5 separate regions of the Mus musculus genome follow, and all the other regions are linked to region 3. Evidence: chromatin contacts called from public ChIA-PET, Hi-C, HiChIP or PLAC-seq and promoter capture Hi-C data. All regions are on one chromosome and are shown on one strand. The core of a region is the stretch at or near the end of the contact, and the rest is flanking DNA. Distances in the headings are between cores, read along the strand shown.

Region 1 (4,268 bases), core at 1,255-3,754, 770 kb after region 3:
AGGGACCAGGGCACTCTTCTCTGTAGAGCACCCACCCTCCTGCCGGCCACTCCTCACTCCTCACCTCCTCCTAGAATCCCAGAGGGAAGTCCTTGACCCTCCCTTTCACACCAGTCCTCCCATGATCCTCAGCATAGCCCGATCCCCCCCCCCCCCCCCCCGTGAAACTGGCCTCACAGCCAGCTGGCATCAGATGGCCTCATTTTACAGGTAACAATACCAATGCGGCAGCCAGCAATTTCCCACCATGGTGCAGGTGTCAGGCATCCTTATATGCCACCTCACTTCTAGTCCTCGCCAAAATCCTGGGGAGGACTCTCGACTTCACAGAGGTGGAAACTGAGGCTCAGGGCACCAACTTCCTGAAGTGAGACAGCTACAGATCCTCACATACACACACATACAGACAAACATATACTCGCACACAGACACTCACAGACACTCACATAGACATTCACACACACATACACACACTCACATATACTCACAGACACACATAGACGCTCATATACACGCAGACATACACACAGACACTCACCTACACACTCACATACATATACACACACACATATACACACACATAGACATTCACATACACACACACACAGACACTCACACATACAACCATACCTCACAGCACAGCATGGGGTAACTGATGAGCACTAATGACAAGACACACAGAGTTCCAAAAGAGGCCGCTGAGGCCATTTGCTCAATCCCTGCCAAGAACAGCTAGCTCCCTGCAGTCCCCTGGAGCCAGTCCTAGCTTCCTGGTGTGGACATCCACATTTTCTCTACCTGGCCATCCTGTTCGGAAGCGCTCTTCAGAGGTAATCAGGCGTTCCCACTGGCGTACCCTCGGGGACCTAACAGCAGCTTATGCCGGTGCACGAGGTGTGCTAGGTGCTGCCCATAAAATAGGGCTCCAGTCACCCCAGAGCTCTCTCATCTCTGTCAGAACTCTTATCTCTGTCTCCCTGTGTGTCTGCCTCCATCTATCTATCCCTCATGTCCACACTCCAAGGCACACCTTGGCACCACCTGCCAAAAGTACCCCCACCTCACCTCTCACGGCATTTGTCCTATCACTGGTGTTGGGACTCAGATTCGAACCATGGTTGTTGCAACCATAACATACAGTACTAATCACTATACAACCACAGCTGGCCACACATGGATACCCACTCTTCAGCTCATTTCTCCTCGTGGTTCAGTGTCCCACCATGCTACACACCATCTCTCAACACACCAGAGAGCACATCTCTCGGTCCTTTCTCTTACTATTTCTTCAGCCCTGGGAACTTTTCCGTCTTCCAGTAGGTTCTTCCTCCCTAGAGCAAAGAGCCCCTCTTTCTAACTTTCCCAGAAACCCTGCCTATCTCCTTAGCGTTGGGCAGCACTAATAATCCTGGAGTTGCCAGCTCCCAGAAGGAGAGAGCCTTGTCTTGCTCTCCCTGTCATCCTCACGGTTGGCTCATTGCCTGGACCTTTAATAACTGTGTCCCTCCAGGTCAATCCCCCATGAAGGCATTTCTGCACCCGTGTCCCAGAGATGATGGAGGACCACAGAAAAATCCCAGTAGGGAAAATGTTCCTGCCTACATCCCCCTTCTGAGTTCCGCAGGCGAGGGAACATCATCAGACCTCAGGCCATCGGAGATGACTGGGGCGCAGCAGTCAGAGATGCTGCGCCCCAGCTCAGGCACCCCCGCCACTAGCACAACCAAGCAAGCTCCCCTCCCCACCCCAGCCCGGTTCTAGAACTATTTGTAGATATTTATAGCGCCCTCCCCCAGCCAGGAGCCCTCCTCCGCCCTGGGCAGTGCAGTGCAAAGAGAGGGAGACCCCTCCCCAGTAGAAGGTGGGGGCCTCTCATGCTAAGCTTTTCCCTGCTCCCCACTAAGGCAGCTGTAGTTACAGCTCCAGCCACAGCCCCCACACTCGCCCAGCACCCCAACCGCGCCTGGGCCTCGGCCAGCAGCCGCAGCAGCCCGGGATCGGGGGTGGGGAAGGCAAGAGCTGAGGCCTCGCGCCCCCAGCCCCGAGCTGCGCCGGAGGTGGAAGGGAGCGCAGCGCACAAAGCATGGCTGGAGCTCCGCGCCTCGGGACGCCCCCACCCCACCCCGGTCCAGCCAAGGGAGGGGGTCGCCGCGCCAGGCTCTGCCCCGCGGCCACGGAGAGCTGCGGAGAGCAGGCGGGTGGGGGCAGGGGGCGCCGGTTAAGCAGTCCCCCACATCTCGCCCCTACTCGGCCCCATGCCCCCGCCCCCGGGGCTGCGGGACCACCACGGGGGGAGACGGGAGTGGGGAGGACGCGGAGGCGAGGCCTGGGGTGCGGGGAAGATGCAGGGCTGCGGCGCGGGTCCCCGGCTCCAGGGTCAACTCACCCATCGTCCGCTGGGTCTCAGCAGCGGCGGTAGAAGCAGCGGCGGCGGCGGCTCCGGGGCCCCCGGGGTCCCCGGCGGGGAGATGCTGGCGTCCGCCGCAGCCTCTCCTCGCCCCATCCCGGGCTCCGGCGGCGGCGGCTGCGGCGGGCGCCCGGCATCGCAGGCAGCGCGGCCCGGGCCCGGCCCGATCCCCGCCCCCCACCCCACCTCCACCCCGTCCCGCGGGCCCGGCGCGGCCGCTTGACTGCACCCCGGGGCGGTAGCGGGGGCGCGGCGGCGAGGCCGAGCGCTGCGCTGGAGGTGCCCGCTCCCGCCGGCCCCCGCCCCGCCCCCGCGCGGCCGCGTCCCCTCCCCCGCCAGCCGGGCTTTGCGCGCTCCGGGCCAGGGGCGCCTGGACCGCGAGCTCCCGCCACCGCCCCGCGCCTCTTTCGTGTGTATGTGTGTGTTTCTGTGTGTGTGTGTGTGCGCAGCAATCGGACGCGCGAGTGTGCGCGTGCCCTGCCTGTGACCGTGCGTGCGCCGGCCCACTGCCCGGGCGTCCTGTGCGGGTGTGTGTGCTGTGTGAGGCGGAGCTGGCCAAAGTGCTTGTCGGGCTCTGCGTGTGAGTGGATCTGTGTGTCTGTGTTCTGCAGCGTGTGATAGATTGGCCCTTATGTGCATGGGGTGTGTAGATAGATCCGTACTGTGGCGTGATTGTGGGCATACTGTGGCTGGGGGCACAGGCCTCCTGTGTGGTGGTGTGACAAAGTCCTGACCGGTGTGTACATCACTGTAGCCCTATGCAGAGGCCTGGTACAGGAAAGCGTCTAAAACACTGGGTACTGGGTCGACACAGTGTCCGTGCTAGTTTGTGTCTTGCTCGGATGTGTTGGCCTCTGTACATCCTTCTGCCTCCACCCTCTTCATCAATGCACAAAGCCACCCATGAGGCGCAGAGGGTGACAGAATGTGCTGGATCTGGGATTCAACCCCAGACTTGGAGGTTTCTCCATTCTTCTTCCCCACCCCCCACCCCCAGGATGCTGCTTATAATGGGCATCTCTAGCACTCAGGTCACCTATGATAGATTTATTTATTTTGTTTTTTCAAGACAGGGATTCTCTTGTGTAGCCCTGGCTGTCCTGGAACTCAACTCTGTAGACCAGGCTGGCCTTGAACTCACAGAGATCTGCCTGCCTCTGCCTCCTGAGTGCTGGGATTAAAGGCGTGCACCACCAACACCCGGCTCTAAATGATCTAAATATCCCCAGAGCCCTGCTGGATTGCAGTCAGAAGCACCTGACATGGGTGCTGGGACTTGATCTCAGATTCTCTGGAAGGGTGCTCTTAACCACTGAGCCATTTCTCCAGCCCTGACACTTTTTCTTGATTTGAGGCATTCTGTTGTGACCTAAAAACCAGTACACCACCTCTATAACTTGTCTCCCTCTCAAGGTTATCAATTTGTCTGAATGTATTTACTTATTGTGGCGCTGGGAATGAAACCCAGACCCTCCCATATGCCAGCCAGTTACCATAGGTTATATTCCACACACAACTTGCATGGCCTTTGATTTCAGTATAATGCAAAACACTCCCATTTGCCTGCCCTGAGCCTTCTGCATTAGGAGGCAATGAGAAGTACCACCCCCTGCAGTTGTGTGGAGGAAAAGAGATGGCCTGGCCTTGCCCTGCACAGAGTTGGACACATCTGGAAGGTTCTGGAGACCTGCTGCTTGCTCTCTCTCCCCACCCCGACCCCCCACTCACCCTTGGATCTTTGTTTTCCTTCCTTTTCCAAATTCCCAAGCTTCTTGGGAGGCCTCTGGGAAGGAGGAGGAGCTGTCTCGGTTAGGGTCATACCAAAGTCCGCCTCCGTGTCTTGGGGTTTCTTTCCTGGTCT
Region 2 (4,350 bases), core at 1,301-3,800, 630 kb after region 3:
AGTAATGATGGTGTGGTGATGATGATAATGGTGACAATGATGGTGGTGATGGTTATTGTGGTGATGATGATAATGGTTATGATGGTGAGAATGATTGTGGTGAAAATATATGACTATATTATGATGGCGAACATGATGGTGGTAGTGATTGTGGTAGTGATCATAATGATGATGGTGATGATGGCAATGACAATAGTAACAATAGTTATGGCAGTGTTGGTGACAGTGACAATGGTTATGTGGTGACAGTGACAATGGTTATGGTTAGGGTGACAGTGACAATGGTTATGATGATGGTGACAGTGACAATGGTTATGGTGATAAGAGTGACAATGATGATAATGGTGGTGGCGGCAGTACTGCAGCTGCTGCTGATGACAGCAAACACTTCATGATGCTCATTTTGACCAGGGTGATGTCTTTACTTCTTTTTACAGATGGGGAAATGGAGGCTTCTCAAAGTTAACTGACTTTCCCAAAGGCGTGCAATTAATCAGCATAAAACACTCAGTCTAAGCTGCCCACCGCACAACAGATGCTTACAGCGGCCACCGGAAGGGACAGCTGTCTTCTAGGGCCATCTACAGGGAGCGTTGTCTCTCTGACCCCTGGCCAGAGGCCCTCCATTCTCACACAGCATCACCACCATCTCCCAGAATCCCCTTGGTTAGCTATACGGAAGCTGGCATGCAACAAAAACCAGGTTGTTCCCTACCCTGCCATGACAATGAAGAAGTCCAAGCGGTTCCATGTGTCCCCGAGGTAGCACTTCTTGCCAAAAATGCCCAGGGCCACCATCTTAAGCACCATCTCCATGGCGAAGAAGATGAAGATGAAGTCATCAAAGACCTGTCAAGCAGGAGGAAGACAGGACAGGACAGGGTGAACTCTGGAGCAAGAGTGGAAGTCAGAGCCACGGTGAGGTCAAACATGGGACAGGAAGAGAACCTCAGAGTCCCTTGCCCACTCAGAGAAAAGACCAGGGCCCAGGGAAGGGGTGACGTTGCCCAGGGTTCCACAGCCCATTCTGCTCATGGCTTTAGCTCTGGCAACGATGAGGACCCTGGGGCTGAGCACCAGGCTCCCTCATGATCTCTCTCATAATGGCACACATGGGGTAGCCCACTTTACAGCTAAGAAAACAAGACCAGAGAAGCCAAGTCACTTGCCCTGGGTCACACAGCAACTCTGTGCCAGGATTAAAATGAAACTCAGGTCCGGCTCCCAGGGACAGGCATCAAATATTCTACTTCTGTAAAATGGATACGTCCCCAGAGCCCTACTCTGTGGTACCTCACACCGTGCCTACAACCACGCAGATGCCACATCAGGGCCCACGAGTCCACAAGGGAGGAGGTATCAGGGAGCAGAGGCTGGCTGCGGGCAGAGAAATGTAGCCACTGCCTTCGCTGTGTGAATGGGATGGGGTGAGGAGCCTCAGCTGGGAAAACAAAGATGACAGGAGGGGCAATTCTTCAGAAGAGCTGAGGGGCTGAGCTACAGTAGAGCCCTGAGCTTGGAAGAGGACACCCGGCTGGGAGGGAGGGGACGACTGAGAGGCTCACCTGCAGGATCTTGCAGCGGTCTGAGAGGCACTCCATATCGTCACATGGCTGGTACATGCCCAGGGTCACACAGTTCAGCAGGATGACCAGCATGCTCACACACTCGAACCACGTACACCAAGTCAAGGAAGAACTGGTGGTGGAAGCGCGGCCTGGGGCGCCACACTCCTGAATGTGACACCCCAGGAACAGACATGCAGACCGTTTCTGCCCCCCACCCCCAACTCCACCCCCACCCCTGTGGACCTCTCAGTGACCCAGGTCCAAGCTTTCAGAGACAGTGCAGCTGGCCCGCCACACAGGTGCAACCCATGCCACACCCTGCAGGGAACCGAAACCAAATCAAACCACTGAAGCATCCACTGCAGGATGCCTCCAGGTCCCACCCAGGAAGGAGTGGCCCCCAGAAAGGGTCCCCAGACTCAACAGCTCTGATGCCGGCCTTCTCTTCTCCCTCTCCCATCCCTCTGCGGTGGCTTCATGCTTCCCATCCAAGGAATGGGTCTGCACTTCTGAGGCATCCCTGGACATGTTCTCCTGATCTGCCTATCTCTGTGGGGCTGAAGCTCACAGTCACCCTCTGACCGCTGCTCCCAAATCAGCCCAACCCAGAGACCTGGCTTCCCGGGTTCTGCCCCAGCAGAATCCTGCAGCCTGGAGCCAGGGCATCTAGAGATCAGCCCTTCAGGTCAGCCACAGGCCACCAGCAGGATAAGGGGATCCTACAGCCCAGAGAGAAGAGAACTGCCTGCTCATATCCCCCAAATGGCCTCTCCTCTTATACACAAGTCCTCGGGGCTAAGGAGATCTGTGCCCCCCCCCCAAAAAGTGCATCATGGTGAAGAAAAAAAAAAAAGTGAAACCACACAACAGCATAAATGACTGAGGTCAGACTCAGGGGTGAACTGCCAGATGAAGGAGCCTGTCTGATGACTCACTCTCTTCTAGTAGTTTCTCATCTACCAGGAAGCAGACTGACAACCCCTGCCACCAGCTGTACCCACATTCCTGTCCCTGACTCCAGCATTTAGCATCTGGGTACAGAGCTGCTATGTGCTGTCAGAGCAGCCAGCAGTGCCAGAGACCAGGGCCTGCCTGTGAACTCAATTCCCTGCGGTGAGTGGCTCTGGGGTCTCAAGCAAGTTCACAGCAGCTCCTCACTGGAGCTAAGGGGCACCTCACAGGTCCACAGAGGCTGTCCCGACCCCTCTTCTCAGAGTGCCTGCTGTGGCTCCCAGCTTCTCCTGGCTTAAAATCAGAAGCCCTCCACAAAGCTGGCCAGCACGACCTACCCTCTTCTCCTTCCCCCGACTGCCTCCCTCCCAGCCCGTGGTGGCCTGCTTTTCCTGTCTGGTCTCAGGCCATTCAGCCCCACAAGCTCCTCCCCCAGCAGCCCTCCAGCCTGACTCTCTCCCATCTAACGCTCATCCTCTCTGCCCACTTTTGAGCAGAGTCTGGGTCCCTGGGATCTACAAGCACTCAACTCCAACCAGAACAGCATGGAGATGCTCAACCAAGACTTGCCGAGTGAATACATGAGTTTATCTCAAGCTCCCCCCACCCCACCCCCCAGCCACACCAGTTCAACCCCAGCTCGGTGAAGCCACACCAGCCCACCACAGCCAGATGCCAACCACAGTGGACTGGGCCCCTCCTGCCTGCTAAGAGAACTGACCTAGTTTCCATGGCAACAGCCCCCTCTGCTCTCCAGACCCTGCTCACCTTGAAAGCTGACTTCCATGGCCTCTGTCCCTGCCCTGCTCCTTCCTGTCCCTGGCCTGGCTGCCACTCTCCCGCCATAGCCTGTAATTAATTTCAGTCGCTGCCAGGCCCCCTTTGAGCCCTAGCCTTGCTCCAGCAGTAGCTGTGTCATTAATTAACTTTTTTGAAGTTCAAACGTTCTAATTACCAGCGAGCATCCCCGTTCCCCTTGATTCCCTCCCCCCCTTCCCCCATTCATTACCTCCCTCTCATAGCCCAGTTTCTGCTGCCTCTGTCCTTCCTGGAGACCCAGGCCCAAGTGCACCTGATGGGCCCATTCACAGGTGGGGAAAGTCAAGACCCCTCTTTAGATCACGTGGCTGGGTTTTGTCTACATCAGACCTGCTGGGTTCCTCGGCCAGTGTCCCCTCCCGGCCCTTGGTCCTGTGTCTGCAATACTGCCCCTGCCTCCCTGGGGCTGCAGCTCTGGCTCCTGACTCTCCAGTGGGCCCTGTGTGATGTCAGCACTGAGTCCTCAGACTCCTTGATAAAACTAAATTCGATCCAAAGGGGAAACATATTTACACACCTGTGACAGTACACACCTGCAATCCCAGCACTGGGGAGGCTGAGGCAGGAAGTTTGAGGCCGACCAGAGCTACCCAGTAATACCTTGTCAGCACAACTCAAACCAAAACAAGCAGAAGTGGGGTGGAGTCAGGGGTGCGGCTCAGTTGGCCACAATCCCAGAACCGAGTACCACATAAAGCCAAGCGTGGTGGCAGGGCAGCCAATTCTTACAGTCCTGCCCAGCAGCACTTGGGAGGCAGAGGCAGGAGGATCAAGAGTTGAAAGTCCCAGGGCAGTGGTTTTAACCCTTGAATCCCAGCAGAGGCAGAAGGATCTGAGTTCAAGGCCAGCCTGGTCTACAGGGGCAGCCAGGACTACACAAAGAAATCCTGTGTCAAAAAAAAAAAAAAAAAACTAAGAGTGAGAGACATACGAAGACATCCTCAGCTACACTATGAGCCTTCAATCCATGGTTCCCCATCCCCCTCAGCCTGTCACCCAAGGCGACAGTGAT
Region 3 (4,576 bases), core at 1,852-4,351:
GAAGACAGCTATAGTGTGCTTACATATAATAAATAAACAAACAAATAAATAAATAAATATTGGGGCTGGTGAGATGGCTCAGTGGGTAAGAGCACCCGACTGCTCTTCTGAAGGTCCAGAGTTCAGATCCCAGCAACCACATGGTGGCTCACAACCATCCGTAACAAGATCTGACACCCTCTTCTGGAGTGTCTGAAGACAGCTACAGTGTACTTACATATAATAAATAAATCTTTAAAAAAAAAAAAAAAAAGAATAGGGGAGATGGCTCAGTGGTTAAGAGCACTGACTGCTCTTCCAAAGGTCCTGAGTTCAAATCCCAGCAACCACATGGTGGCTCACAACCATATGTAATGAGATCTGATGCCCTCTTCTGGTGTGTCTGAAGACAGCTAGTGTACTTACATACAATAAATAAATAAATAAATAAATAAATAAAAGAATAGCCAGTGATCCGAGCCATCTGAACCACCAAGCCATCTCTCTCCAGCCCAGGGAGGAATCTTCTAAATAAACTCCAAAACAGGAAGCACCAGAGTCCTGATGGTGACTGCTGACTCCTGCTCCTCTCCACTACTCTTGGTTTTGTTTTGTTTTTCTCAATGTAGCCCTGGCTGTCCTGGAACTCACTATGTAGACCAGGCTGACCTAGAACTCAGAGACTGGCCTGCCTCTGCCTTCTGAGTGTTGGGACTAAAGGTGTGTACCACCACCATTTGGCTAATCCCTGCCTCTCTGAGCTCAAATGTCATCAAGAAAGGCCTCCTCTAGCCAGGCATGGTGGTGCACGCCTTTAATCCCAGCACTCAGGAGGCAGAGGCAGGTGGATTTCTGAGTTCGAGGCCAGCCTGGTCTACAGAGTGAGTTCCAGGACAGCCAGGGTATACAGAGAAACCCTGTCTCAACAAACAAACGGCCTCCTCTAACCTTCCATGCCAACTCTTGTTTCTCTAGCCTGGTTTTGTTTAGCACATACATCATTGTATGACATTGTTCCACATTTAATAAACCCATTCAACTCTGGAAGGGACACTGTTAAGAGAAGAGAACTCTGTTCTCTTTATTACTTAGTCCTTAGCTATGGCACGCACGTGTACAAAGTATGTTGGCTTTGCACCCACTCTGATGTACTTACAGTGACCAAAAGTAACAGACCCTTAAAGCTAGGCTTAGTGCTACAGGCCACAACCCCCAGCACTTGGGAAGGAGAAGCAGAAAGATCCTGACTTCAAATCGAACACTGTCTTCAAAAGGAAACTTAGCAGCCAGAGAGCTGGCTCAGCTGCTGTAAGCAGTTGCAAGGGAAGCCTGGAAAACGGAGCTCCACTCTCGGAACTCCTGCAGAGGCGGAAGGAGAGAACCTCTTCCACAGAGCTGTCAGCCAGCTGTGAGCCCCCACCACGCACACACCCATACAAATACACACTTCCCATACCGGAATCTTAAGTATTACTCCTAATCTGTCGTTCCTTTTTTTTTAATATCATGTGTGCCAGAGAAGGCATCAGATCCCCTGGAACTGAAGTTGCAGATGGCTGTGTGCGGCGGCCCCATGGCTGCTGGGAAAGGAAGAGGTCTCTGGAAGAGCAGCCAATGCTCTGACCCACTGAAGTGTCTCTTCAGCTCCTCATCACTTCCCCAACTTCACCAGTCATGCGTGGGGTTTGTGTGTGTGTGTGTGTGTGTATGTGTGTGTGTGTGTGTGTGTTTGAGCCAAGGTCTCAGTGTGCTGTTCTGGCTGGCCTGGAACACGCTATATAGATGAGGTAGGAGGTAGGCCTCAAACTCACAGAAACTCACCTGCCCCTGCTTCCCAAATGCTGGGGGTGGGGTGGGGGTGTTAACACATGTGCTGGGGAGATGGTTCAGCAAATAAGAGTCCTCATTGCTCCTGCAGAGACCTGACTCTGGTTCCCAGCACTCACGTGGCTGCTCAAAAGCACCTGTAACCCCAGTTCCACAGCATCATCTGACCTCCAGTGGCGCCTGCACTCACACAAGCCCATATCCACATGCAGCCACAGAACTACACAGAAAAATAATCCTTTCATGCTAAGTATCACATCTGCCTCTCGCTACTAAGTTGGTGCTCTAACAGATGATCCATATTCACAGCTGTGTATGCGTCAAGCAATTTGTAGACCAGATAAACCTTACACTTCAGTTTCAGCTTGAGGGCACTTACAAGCTAAGGAGACACTGGCAACGGTAGTAGAGACAGAGAAAGGCAGAGAGAGAGAGAGAGAGAGAGAGAGAGAGAGGAAGAAGAAGAGGAGGAGGAGGAAGAAAAAGAAGGAGGAGGGAGGAGGAAGGGAGGGAGGGAGGAGGGACGAGAGGACAAGAAGGCAAGAACACAAGAAACAATTTTGAAGGCACCAAATAAGCTTTCCCAAAGGCAGAAAGCAACCAACAGGCCGACCTAGCTGTGATGCCCATGAACTACAACAACCAGCCCGGCATAACAATCCTAAGGGTGCATTTCGTGGTGGTTATGCCCTCCTCGTGCTCATGCGAAAAATGACCATCAAGTTTGCAACGTACTTTTTAAAAGAATAATCTACTTGTTTTCTGTGTGTGTGTGTGTGTGTGTGTGCATGTGTGAGCGCACAGAAGTCGAAGGACAACTAATAGAAGTCAGGTTTCGCCTTTCTCACCATGCTGAACCCGGCTCAAACTCATGTCGGATAGCTTGGCGGGAAGCGCCTTTCCCCCTGAGCCTGCAAAGGTATAAGTAGCATTCCACTTGAAATGCGCTGTGGGAGGACGCAAACACACATAGCCTTGCCCAAACCGAAGTCCTCCAAAGGATGTGCAGGGCTCTGGGACTGTTGCCGAGGCAACAGGTGCTCGGGCCGTGACCTCCCTCGGGACAAGAGGCCCGGCCAGTTACCTGTTCGGCCTCCGCCAGCCACAGCCACAGCTGCCGCCACGTCTGGAACTTGTACCTGTCGCTGAACAAGAAACACATCTCGCGGCTGGCGTAGCGGGCCGCCAGCGGAGAACGGTAACTTTCAGCACTGCCAGGGTCGCCGGATGCAGCCATTTTCAACACGCGACCAGGACGCGGCGGACACCAGCAGCAGGGCCAAAAGCGGAAGGGTGGCGTGCGTGGGGCGGGACTTCCTCCCAAGGCCCCGCCCCGTGTGTAACGCCGGCCTGGAAGGCGAAGATGGTTCAAGTTTGGCTCGTCGCCCCTGAGGGTCAACGCTTTTCTCTTGGTTTCTACGAATCTCTGCCCCACGCTGTGCCTCCTCAGTTTTTCCATCTGAGGAAGGCACATTAAGACCCGCGTTTAACCCAGAAAGGAAAGTTGCAGAGGCATTCGGAGGGACGCCAGGAAGGCGCCCTAGTGGACACTTGGAGTACTGCAGTCCCGCTGGAGACAGGCTCAGCTGGAGACCGAAACTCTTAAACCGCGGTGCTGGTTCCGATCTCCGGAAAGCAGCCTGTCAGAATTATTCCACGCGTGGTGGCTCGAGAACAAAAAATTCAAAGTTTTTGTATCAGAATAAAGCTGAAAATAGCATACATTAAAAAAAAATAGCCGGGCGTGGTGGCGCACGCCTTTAATCCCAGCACTCGGGAGGCAGAGGCAGGCAGATTTCTGAGTTCGAGGCCAGCCTGGTCTACAAAGTGAGTTCCAGGACAGCCAGGGCTATACAGAGAAACCCTGTCTCAAAAAAAACAAAAATAAAAAAATAAATAATAATAATAATTTGAGGTCAGCCAGGTCTCCAGAGCGAGTTCCAGAACAGCCAGAGAAAACCTGTCTACAAACAAACAAACAAACAAACAAACACAAAACAGAAAACAAAAAGCCTCGTCCAGCAACATAAAGAGACCCACACGAGGCATGGTACATTAGATCTGAACACTGCTCCCTCTTCCCCACACAACCGCTCCTTAGTGTCTCCTCTTCCTGAGCTTAAGACTTAGCTGTTGCCAGAATAGTTTGTACATCAGATAAACCTACCAGACACCTGCGCCCAAGGTCCTCGATTGGATTGGAGGCTGTGGGCCGATGTATGCTGAAAAGAACGTGTTCCTGGAACTTTGTACTCTGGACTGATTCGGGGGTATAGTTGCTTGGATATGCTGTAGCAGCTCACTGTTCTCTTCCACAGAGATCCTTGCAGAGCCAATCCTTCCCAGGCTCCAGGCTCCAGGCTCCAGGCTCCAGGCTCCAGGCTCCAGGCTCCAGGCTCCAGGCTCCAGGCTCCAGGCTCCAGGCTCCAGGCTCCAGGCTCCAGGCTCCGTAGTGCTCTCTCCCGACTCTGCTTCACTTGGCCTCTGGTTACTTTTCCTCATTAAACCGTAGCTTCAGCTGTTAGCTTTCTACTTGGTCCTGTTTCCTTTTCTGACTTTATTTTTGCGAGACAGAGTGATACACTGTAGCCTTAACTGGCCTGGGACTCACTATGTAGAGATCTGTCTGTCTTTGACTCCTGAGTGCTCAGATTAAAGGCATGGGTCACCAGCCCAGGTGGTTTTGTGGTGGTTGTTGTTTGGTTTTTGTTTTTTAATGCATGGACTTCTGCTAAATATCATCAGCTACCTTAGTTCTGGTTACTGTGGA
Region 4 (4,514 bases), core at 737-3,236, 520 kb before region 3:
GGCACACCAGGATGACCACCATTTCTGTAACCTTCTCAACTTCTTCCCATCTGCCCCGAGTTACTTACAAAGATCCATAATGTGGTTCCTGCAGATGGCACAGTTATCAACCACAATGTCCCAGGCCCAGAGGGCCACTGCATTCCACTGCAAGGAGAAGAGGGGAAACAATGCATTTTCCTTGTAATCTAACAGCTCATTAGGACTTCAGCTTGCAGCTTCAGTTACCAACGCCCCAGCCACAGGGCCTACCAAAGAAAGGATGTTTTTGGATTATACTATTTGGACTATATCAGAGGACAACAGCAGACCACCTGTACACTTCCCCATTCCTTGAAAGATGAAGTATATGAACATGGGTATCTTCAATTTTTTATATATAATGTAAAATAATTTAGCTAGCCAAACCAACGTGAGAATATTAGTACTATTTTCTGTACAGCTTTCCCTGACAGCTGTGGAAGAACTCAAAATCTGCATAAGCACGGGCTCTCCACAAAGTTTTGGACTCAGAGGCAAGGAAGTGAACAGACTGAACTAAGATAATAAATGGACCACTAAGTGGATAATCACAGGATAAGCTGGATAGCAAGTTACCTACCCAGTTTCAGTACACAGAACGAGGTCATCACTTAAACCTTAAAAGAGCACTGCAAGCAAAGTAGAATCCACTGCGATTTTCTTTTCCTCTTACCAAGTAAACTGATGTTCTCAACGTTCATATATCCAAACAATTACTTTGTTAGCTCCAGTAAGTCGACCTAAGACTTCTTATGTTAGACAAGGCACCCTTTTCAAGGACTACTTTGGTTTGACTTTCCAAATTCAAGCATAAGAGTTTAGTAAATTCTACATTACATTTTTATTTTTCATAATGGCTGCAGGCTGTAACTGAGCAGCAGTGGCCACAATGAGATGACACAAAAAGGGGGTGGGGTGAGGGATATTCTCAGCGACACGTTCCAAAAATAATCCATAAAAAGAAAACACCTTGCCCTCTTCAAGATCTTCATTTTTAACAGATCTGTGTAATCTTAGGTAGGAATCAACACTTTTAAAGGACTAGCAAACTATGAAGGGGAACGGCATACAAAAGGACGTTTCATATTTTTGTTTTTCTGTTCTCAGGTCATTAGCAATTAGTACTCCACCTTCTTAAATGGCACAAGTTCTGGGCTTGCTTTTAAAACAAAGCCCACCAGGCTTTTAAATTATCATTTTGTGTTAGAAGTGTACAGGGACATCAGAGAACCACTGGAGTGGCAGATGCTATGTGACAACTAGTAGCCATCTCGTTAGAACCAAGCTTTACACTTGACTGTGGGTTTAGAGGCCAATGGAGGCCGCCATACAATCGAGGGCCCACGCCAGGTCCCTCGGAGTCAATAGATTCTAGGATCCAGGAAGGGGCGGAGCAAGAACACCGGCAGAGCCCCTCTGCGCTGTCATCTCACGTTCCCGGGGTTCTCCGCACGGCCCCATCCTCCACCCGCCGCAGTCTCTTCACGAGTCTGCATCCCACCCACCCCACCCTGTCCTTCCCCCACCTCTCAGTCACTTCAGTGACAGCTCAAGCGCTTGGCTCCCGCATCGAAGTCAACCTCGCGTATTTCAGTAAGCAGCTCTGCGATTGGCCCCACAGCTTCCCCAGCAAGACTAATAGGGCCCCAGACACTGGGCCACCAGCATGCCGATCAACCCTAGGCCCGCCCCCCGGCTTCCGTTCTTGGTGCCCGGTCCCAGGAACGCCCTGAAATGAAGCCCTTTCCCCCGCGCCTAGCTCTTCCTCGGGCCTGCCAGCCATATCCGCGCCTCCCTAGCTTCCTTGAGGAAGGCGCTGGCGAGCCCAACCTTTTTAACTTCAAAGCGCTTCTTGCCCGCGCCGCTGTTGGTGCCGCTGGGGGTATCCACATCCATCGCCGCCGCCATTTTGGAAACACACAGTCTGTCGTGTGACCACTGCGCCTGCGCACCGGCTCACTTTCCGCCGCCTGCCCCGCACACCAGGCGCCTCCTCCCGCACCCCTCCCCTCATTGGCGCGAGCGTGGAGAAGGGGCGGAGCCTGCGGTCACGCCCCTTAAAGGCGCAGGCGGAGGTTTCCCGCCCCCCTCCTCCCCATCTCTCTCAGCTGGGGAGGAGGCTGGAGTGATTGAGGCGGGGCCGGGCGGGGCCGGGCGGGGCCGAGAGAAGGGAGCCAACCGGTGGGAACGTCCGTGAGGTCTCGATGCTTCTCGCATTCTGGGAAGCCCTGTGGTCTGACTCCTTCATTTGGGGCGGCGGCTGCTTCCTTCTTCTGCCCCAGGACTTAAGCCCTGGTCCAGATCCACAGAGCTGCCCCCGAGTCCGTGGTTGCAAAGGGCATGGGCTGGTCTTTGGAAACCCGAAACTCCAAACCGGCCTTCTGCTGACCGTGGTCGGCTTCGGAGCCAGGCGGTGTCTCTCTGGAGGCCTGTGGCCCGGCTTACCAAGGCCTGGTCACCGTCTGCGTTATCAATTTCAGATTGGGAAATTATTTGATAGGGAGAGAAGAGGCCCAGGAGCAAACAGAGCAGGCATTCTGCAACTTTGCCTTTATCTTCTCACAGGAAAGGTGATGGGGATGCCATAGTAAATCCCATAACCAGCCAGTTCTAAATGGTCCTCCTTTCTCCTCATTTCCTATCGAGTTTTGCTACTGTGCTACGATTAAATTAGTACATTTGTAGTGGCTGAACTTGAGTTCTGGTGAGGCATTCTGATTTTCTTACCGGTCATTACCATCGAGCTACAGAACACATACGTTTTGTAAGCTTCCATGATTAGTCCAGCCCTCCGCTGTTTTGTCTCCTAAATTTGCGGAGTTATGACTAGAATACATCACCCTTGAATTTCCTGTGTGTTCTAGTTCCCTCAACAGTACAACAAAAAGGGTTTTACCGGAAATGTGCCCCTCCCCCCCCCCAGAAAGGGTTTTTCTCTGTGTAGCCCTGGCTGTCCTGGAACTCAGGACTGGACCTAGGCCGGCTTCGAACTCAGAAATCTGCCTGCTTCTGCTTCCCAAGTGCTGGGATTAAAGGCATGCGCCACCACTGCCTGTCCTGAAATGTTCTGTTAAAAGAAATACTTGCTGGTGTGTAATGCGGTGTGTCATTGATGCACTTGCTAAGCAGGGCAATACATCCTGAATACCACCACAGTTTTAACTTGCACAGAGACTTGTGAGAGCCCTGCAAGGTGTGTGTGTGTCTGCCCAAGTTCTACCTCCCACACTAAATCTGTCATTGGTCTATGTGTCTACAGACCCCCTAAGGGATGCTAGAAACCCATAGTTAATTAAGATACTGAGGACATATTTATCCATTCGTCAACAACTATCCTGAGTATGTTACTTCGTCTTTTAATTTTTGGTTTATTATTATTATTATTATTATTATTATTATTGAGATAGGGCCTCACTCTGTAGCCCAGGCTGGCCTTGAAATCTGAGCAATTCTGTTGCCTCTACCTCCCAAGTGCTAGGGATAGAGGGAGGAGAACCACCATGCTCAGCTACACTGGGTTCTGCTTTAAACAGGAAAGCCACAGTGAAGTCAACTCAGTAAGGAAATAAACACAGATCAACAACTATATCAAGGTGTCTCAGGTGGCAATACATGCTACAGAAAACAAGATGGTGAGATTGAGGGGAGGAGGCAGTAATACATGTACATTTGAATAAAGGCATTGGGCAATTTTGTTATTGTGTGAACATTCTATAAAGTACTTACGCAAACCTAGATGAGGTAGCCTGTTACACACCTAGGCTATATTATGAACTTACTTCTCCTAGTTTCCAAACCTGCACACGTTGTTACTGTGCTGAATACCATAAGCAACCTTAACACGATTGTATTTGTAGATCTAAATACAGCAAACACACATTAAAAATACACTATCAAAACTCTAGCGATATAACTCAGTTGTAGTGTACACAAGGCTCTGCATTGCATCTCCAGCACTGCAACAAACAGGTGTAAAACATGAAACCAGGTGAGGCTGGACAGATGGCTCAGTGGTTAAGAGCATTCACTCGCTGCTTTTGCAGATAACCCAGGTTTGGTTCTCAGCACCCATGTGATGGCTTACAACTATCCGGAATTCCGTTTAAGGGAACCCAGTGCCCTCTTCTGGCCTCCTTCTCCTCTTCCAGGGATGGGGCTCAGGGGCACTCAGAATGGTCCAAGCATGGTAGGCTTTCCTACAATACAGCTTTTAACAAAACTAGGCTGCCTTGAAACCCTGGCAACCGGATTGTTTACCTTTTATACTACAGGAGATTTTTTACAAAAGGTGTCTGCAAGGTCTGATGATTCAGTGCTGGTGTGACGAGCAGCCTGAGGTCTTTCAGAGCTACCAGGCTCTCTGACTTTTATTAGTTGTTTCTGAGTCTCAGGTATTGAAGGCCAAACTGGAACTCTTCTTATGGAGCTAACATGGACCTTGGACTTCTAGTCCATCTTCCACCTTCCCTGCGCTACAACCACAGGCGGGTGCC
Region 5 (4,185 bases), core at 993-3,492, 730 kb after region 3:
CTGTCTTCAGACACACCAGAAGAGGGCACTGGATCCCATTACAGGTGGTTGTGAGCCTCCATGTGGTTGCTGGGAGTTGAACTTATTACCTTTGAAAGAGCAGTCAGCGTTCTTAATCGATGTGCCAAGTAGGTTTTGTGTAACAGAACCTCAGCCTCAAGGCTGGTTAGAACATTCTGGAAACAAGAGTATTAGGGGATTTGTCCCGGGACTGGGCTGGAGACAGTCCCTCCTCCTTTGCTTGGGGATTCATTCCTCAGACAGCTATTGAAGTATACCAGGAGCTGTTTGTCCTCAAGTGTAGGAGACAGGCACAGAAAAGAGGCCAAGTAGAAAGGCCAATGTAGATATAGTACTGGAGACGTCGTGGAAGCCCAGAGCCTCAGCCTAGCCTGTGGTTCAGGAAGGCATAGCAGAGACAATTAACCTTGCGAAGTCTGAAGAACCTGCCACTGTGTGGCGCCTTAGAGAGCCAGAATTACGCGTAAAATGAAGACACAAAAGTTCTGGGCCATGAAGATGGCACTCGGGAACTTACCATGGAATGGCCTCCTTAGATGACTTGAAATGCCCTGGGTGGTGCCCAGGAGAAAATTCAACAGAAAAACTTGTTTCAAAAGAACAGAAAGCCCCAGGGGTACCGGTGATAAGGGGTGTCACCTGGGCAGACTGGCAGGGTTTTTTTGTTTTTTGTTTTTTTCATATGTATGCATATGGTGTGTGTGCATATGCAGATTAGAGGTTAGCTGGGGAGTGGTGGCACAAGCCTTTAATCCCAGCAGAGGATAGGTGGATTTCTGAGTTCAAGGCCAGCCTGGTCTACAAAGTGAGTTTCAGGACAGCCAGGGCTACACAAAGAAACCCTGTCTCAAAAAAAAAAAAAAAAAAAAAGAGAGAGACAGAGAGAGAGATTAAAGGTTGATGCAGGGTCTTTCAAACCATATTTCTTGAGGCAGGTTTCCCACCGGACCCCAGAGCTTTCTGATTTACCTAGTCTAGCTCACTTGCTTCGGGGAATTCCTGTCTCCACTTCCTGAGGCTTACAGGTTGACCACCACACCTGCCTGGCATTTACATGAATACTGGGGATTTGAACTCTGGTCTTCGTGCTTGTACAACAAGTACTTTCTCTACTGGGTCCTCTCCCCACCCCCACCAGTGAGCTTTGAGCCCTGCCCCACTTCTTCTGCTTTCCCCAGTTAAAAGAGGGAACTCTGCATAACTTATGTAAATTTGATTTAAATGTGATTTTTGGCTACTGGGCTGGAGTGGTGCACATCTTTAGTGATCTCAGGACTCAGGAGGCAAAGGCAGGTAGATCTGTAAGTTTGAGGCCAGCCTGGTCTAAAGAGAAACCTGTCTCAATAGACAGACAAAAAGTTTCAAAAATTAAATAATGTGTGCCAAGCATGGTGGTGTAGATGTGAGTGTGTGTGAATGTGTGTGTGTGTGTGTGTGTGTGTGTGTGTGTGTGAGTGTGGGGGTGGGGATAGGGAGGTGTACTGTTGGTATTGGTGTTGTCTTAGTATTTACCCCTGGTTGTCTCGGAACTCAATGTGTAGGCTAAACTGGCCTTGAATTCACAGAGATCTGACTGCTTTTCTCTCTGCCTCCTGAGTGCTGGGATTAAAGGTGTGTAATACCGTATCTGAGTGTTTCTTTTTTCTTTGTAGGTTTTTTGTTTGGTTATTTTTGGGGTTTTGTTTTGTTTTTGTTTTAGACTGGGTCACATGCAGTCCAAGCTGGCCTCATACTCCTGGGTTGTTGAGTCATATCTGTCCCAGGCACATAAAAGCCATTCCAAAACATTCCAAAAGAGTAGCTACTGTTTGTGTGTGTGTGTACCTCAGGATACCTCCCCATATCCAGCTGATGGCACTGGATAAATGAGTGGTCAAGACCAGGATGGAGAGGACAGGGAAGTAATCTCAGATGGAAGCTGAGTTCCACACTGGCCCTGCCGAGTCTCAGGAGACCTCGATGCCTTGGGACCCTTGCAACAGGCAGCTGACCAGGGAGCTGGGCGCTGAGTAGGGAGGGCTCCCTGGAGAGGTGCAACCAGCCCTACTTTGTTGGGGATTGAGATCCACAGGCAGAGCAGACAGATTTCTAGGAAGATAAGAAGGTCAGCAGGACAATGAAGAAGCGGGAAGAGGCAAAGAAAAACAGATGAGTCACAGGGGCGAAGGGAAGAAGCCCAGGGAGGAAATGCATGACCCGTGTGTCACGTATACCACATCGAAGGAGGGGGAGGGGCACAGGGGATTTTTAAACCTCCACCAAGCTCAGACTCTGCTGCCAGGCGCATGCGCGCGCGCACACACAACTGCCCACCGCAGCTGGAGACCTGTAATACACACACCCCATCTGACAGATGAGCATCCAGGAGCCGGACGTGAGCAAGGGAGGGCTGCTAGGTGCTGAGGAGACCGGACATAGACAGCTGAGGTGCCAAGGGTGACATCTTGTCCTCATTTCTTTCAGAAAACTATCTGTTCTCTTCCTTGACTAGTAAAGGCTCAACTCTGACTTTCCTAAGCGTCTAAACTGATCTGAGATTCCACCCAAGTCATCCAGATCTGCTCAGGATGGTCAACAGACCTAACGGAAGCCAACAAGATCCAAGCCCAAGAGTTTATTTTGTTTGGGGGTTTTGGTTTTTCAAGACAAGGTTTCTCCGTGTAGTCCTAGCTGTCCTGAAACTCTGACAAGCAGGCTGGCCTCAAACTCAGAAATCCACCTGCCTCTGCCTCTCAGGTGCTGGGATTAAAGGTGTGCATCACCATGCCTGGCTCAGAAAATTTTTAAAGATTTTCATTTGTATTGATTTTTCAAAACAGGGTTTCTCCTGTAGTACTTGCTATCCTGGAACTCTCTGTAGACCAGGTTGGCTTCAAACTCAGGTCCCAAGAGATGCTCCTGCCTCTGACTCCTGAGAGCTGGGATTAAAGGCACACATCACCATCACCTAGCCAAGATTTGTCTTTCTTAATCTTATGAGTATTTTGTCTGTGTCTAAGTAAGGACACTGCAAACTTGTACTGGTGCCCACAGAGACCAGAAGAGAGCTCTAGGTCCCCTGAAACTGGAGTTACACATGGCTGTGGTAACTTGTGGGTGCTGGATATCAAACTCATGTCCCCTTAGAAAGCAACCCTTGTTAAGCTCTGAGCAGTCTCTCCAGGCCCACTAGCTTTACTTTGAGAAAGATCTAGTAAGTAACAAAATCTTGGCTAACCTGGAACTCTGTATGTAGACCAGGATGGCCTCAAACTTATAACAGTGTTCCTACCTCTATCTCTCAAATGCTGAGATTATGGAAGCACACCACCGTGCCCAGCTCAAGCACAAGACTGTGTGCCTGCACAGATGTGCACACAAGCAGATGTGCACTGGTTCACATGTGCATGTAGAGGCTAAGGTCCATGTCCAGTGTCATCTTTAGTCACTTCTCTACCTTGTTTTTAATTTTTTTTATGTATATGAGTACACTGTCGCTGTCTTCAGACACACCAGAAAAGGCATCAGATCCCATTACAGACGGTTGTTAGCCACGTGGTTGCTGGGAATTGAACTCAGGACCTCTGGAAGAGCAGTCAGTGCTCTTAACTACTGAGCCATCTCTCCAGCCCTCCACCTTATTTATTTATTCATATTTGAGACAGGGTGTCTCACTGAAGCTGGAGTTCACCCATTAGCTCGACTGCCTGGCCAGCAAACTCCAGGAACCCGTCTGCCTTCCCAGTCCTAGGGATGCTAGATATGTGCCACTGAGCCTAGCTTGTTTGTTTCTGTGGCCCTGATCCCTGGACTCCAGGTACTTTACCAACCAAGCCATCTTCCAAGTCTCCAGGCGCAGGGCTGTTAGGGAAAAGAACCTGTTCCTTCTGTCTGAAGAAAAGAGAAAGTGAAGCTGGGAGCTGTTGCAACCATCTCAGAAGCTCGAAGACTAACGGTACAGGGACAGCTCGCAAAGTCGAGGCCAGTGAGCTATGGAGCCGGATGGCATTGCACTGACAAATGGCCGGTACGTCAAGCTGCGAGGTCACCAACACCACCTGACGCTTGACTGTCAGCAAGCCAGCAAGTTCCTTCTCTGCCTTGGTAGTTTGGGTTGGTTTTCTTGTCATTAAAAACAAATGTATCAGTTGCTTACAAGTCTGATGGAACTCAGTCTCATTAAAG

What was found. Promoter capture Hi-C pulls out the DNA fragments that hold promoters and counts their contacts. Hi-C and Micro-C count contacts between places; a contact is called where the count stands out from the background. ChIA-PET counts read pairs in DNA pulled down with a chosen protein or histone mark. HiChIP or PLAC-seq counts read pairs in DNA pulled down with a chosen protein or histone mark.
Region 1: a promoter capture Hi-C map of liver shows a contact between it and region 3, with 4 times the contacts expected there. The contact joins the promoter of Mgat3 here to the promoter of Adsl in region 3. A contact is called at or near these places in 2 of 39 promoter capture datasets (embryonic stem cells and liver) and 2 of 115 datasets of contacts at active chromatin or transcription factors (embryonic forebrain and neural tube).
Region 2: a contact with region 3 is called in a Hi-C map of B cells, with 5 read pairs. The contact joins the enhancer-like site here to the promoter of Adsl in region 3. A contact is called at or near these places in 2 of 39 promoter capture datasets (the C10 cell line and pre-B cells), 1 of 484 Hi-C or Micro-C datasets (B cells), 1 of 115 datasets of contacts at active chromatin or transcription factors (large pre-B cells) and 2 of 9 other capture datasets (embryonic stem cells and macrophages).
Region 4: an RNA polymerase II ChIA-PET map of memory CD8 T cells shows a contact between it and region 3, with 6 read pairs. The contact joins the promoter of Rbx1 here to the promoter of Adsl in region 3.
Region 5: a FOXA1 HiChIP or PLAC-seq map of pancreatic cancer cells shows a contact between it and region 3. The contact joins the enhancer-like site here to the promoter of Adsl in region 3. A contact is called at or near these places in 1 of 39 promoter capture datasets (embryonic stem cells), 1 of 484 Hi-C or Micro-C datasets (bone marrow-derived macrophages), 1 of 115 datasets of contacts at active chromatin or transcription factors (pancreatic cancer cells) and 1 of 9 other capture datasets (embryonic stem cells).

What each region holds. Positions count from the first base shown.
Region 1 is chr15:80,171,957-80,176,224 of GRCm38.p6, reverse strand. It overlaps Mgat3 (mannoside acetylglucosaminyltransferase 3), which reads right to left and starts at 2,504. Exons shown (of 2, transcript NM_010795.4): 1 at 2,387-2,504.
Region 2 is chr15:80,317,686-80,322,035 of GRCm38.p6, reverse strand. Cacna1i (calcium channel, voltage-dependent, alpha 1I subunit) reads right to left here. Exons shown (of 37, transcript NM_001044308.2): 3 at 1,566-1,677; 4 at 716-849. Among named protein-coding and RNA genes, the nearest start is that of Gm31319, 30 kb to the right of the region's middle. Within about 2 kb of position 2,550, at least 53 of the 459 cell types and tissues checked have an H3K27ac peak or open chromatin away from gene starts, as enhancers often do. A contact at or near this core is called in B cells, where this site is marked.
Region 3 is chr15:80,947,015-80,951,590 of GRCm38.p6, reverse strand. It overlaps Adsl (adenylosuccinate lyase), which reads right to left and starts at 3,101. Exons shown (of 13, transcript NM_009634.6): 1 at 2,891-3,101. The coding sequence starts at 3,043.
Region 4 is chr15:81,463,788-81,468,301 of GRCm38.p6, reverse strand. It overlaps Rbx1 (ring-box 1), which reads right to left and starts at 1,986. Exons shown (of 5, transcript NM_019712.3): 1 at 1,852-1,986; 2 at 69-147. The coding sequence starts at 1,929.
Region 5 is chr15:80,217,493-80,221,677 of GRCm38.p6, reverse strand. No RefSeq gene overlaps it. Among named protein-coding and RNA genes, the nearest start is that of Gm46521, 6.0 kb to the left of the region's middle. Within about 2 kb of position 2,242, at least 161 of the 459 cell types and tissues checked have an H3K27ac peak or open chromatin away from gene starts, as enhancers often do. A contact at or near this core is called in bone marrow-derived macrophages, embryonic stem cells and pancreatic cancer cells, where this site is marked.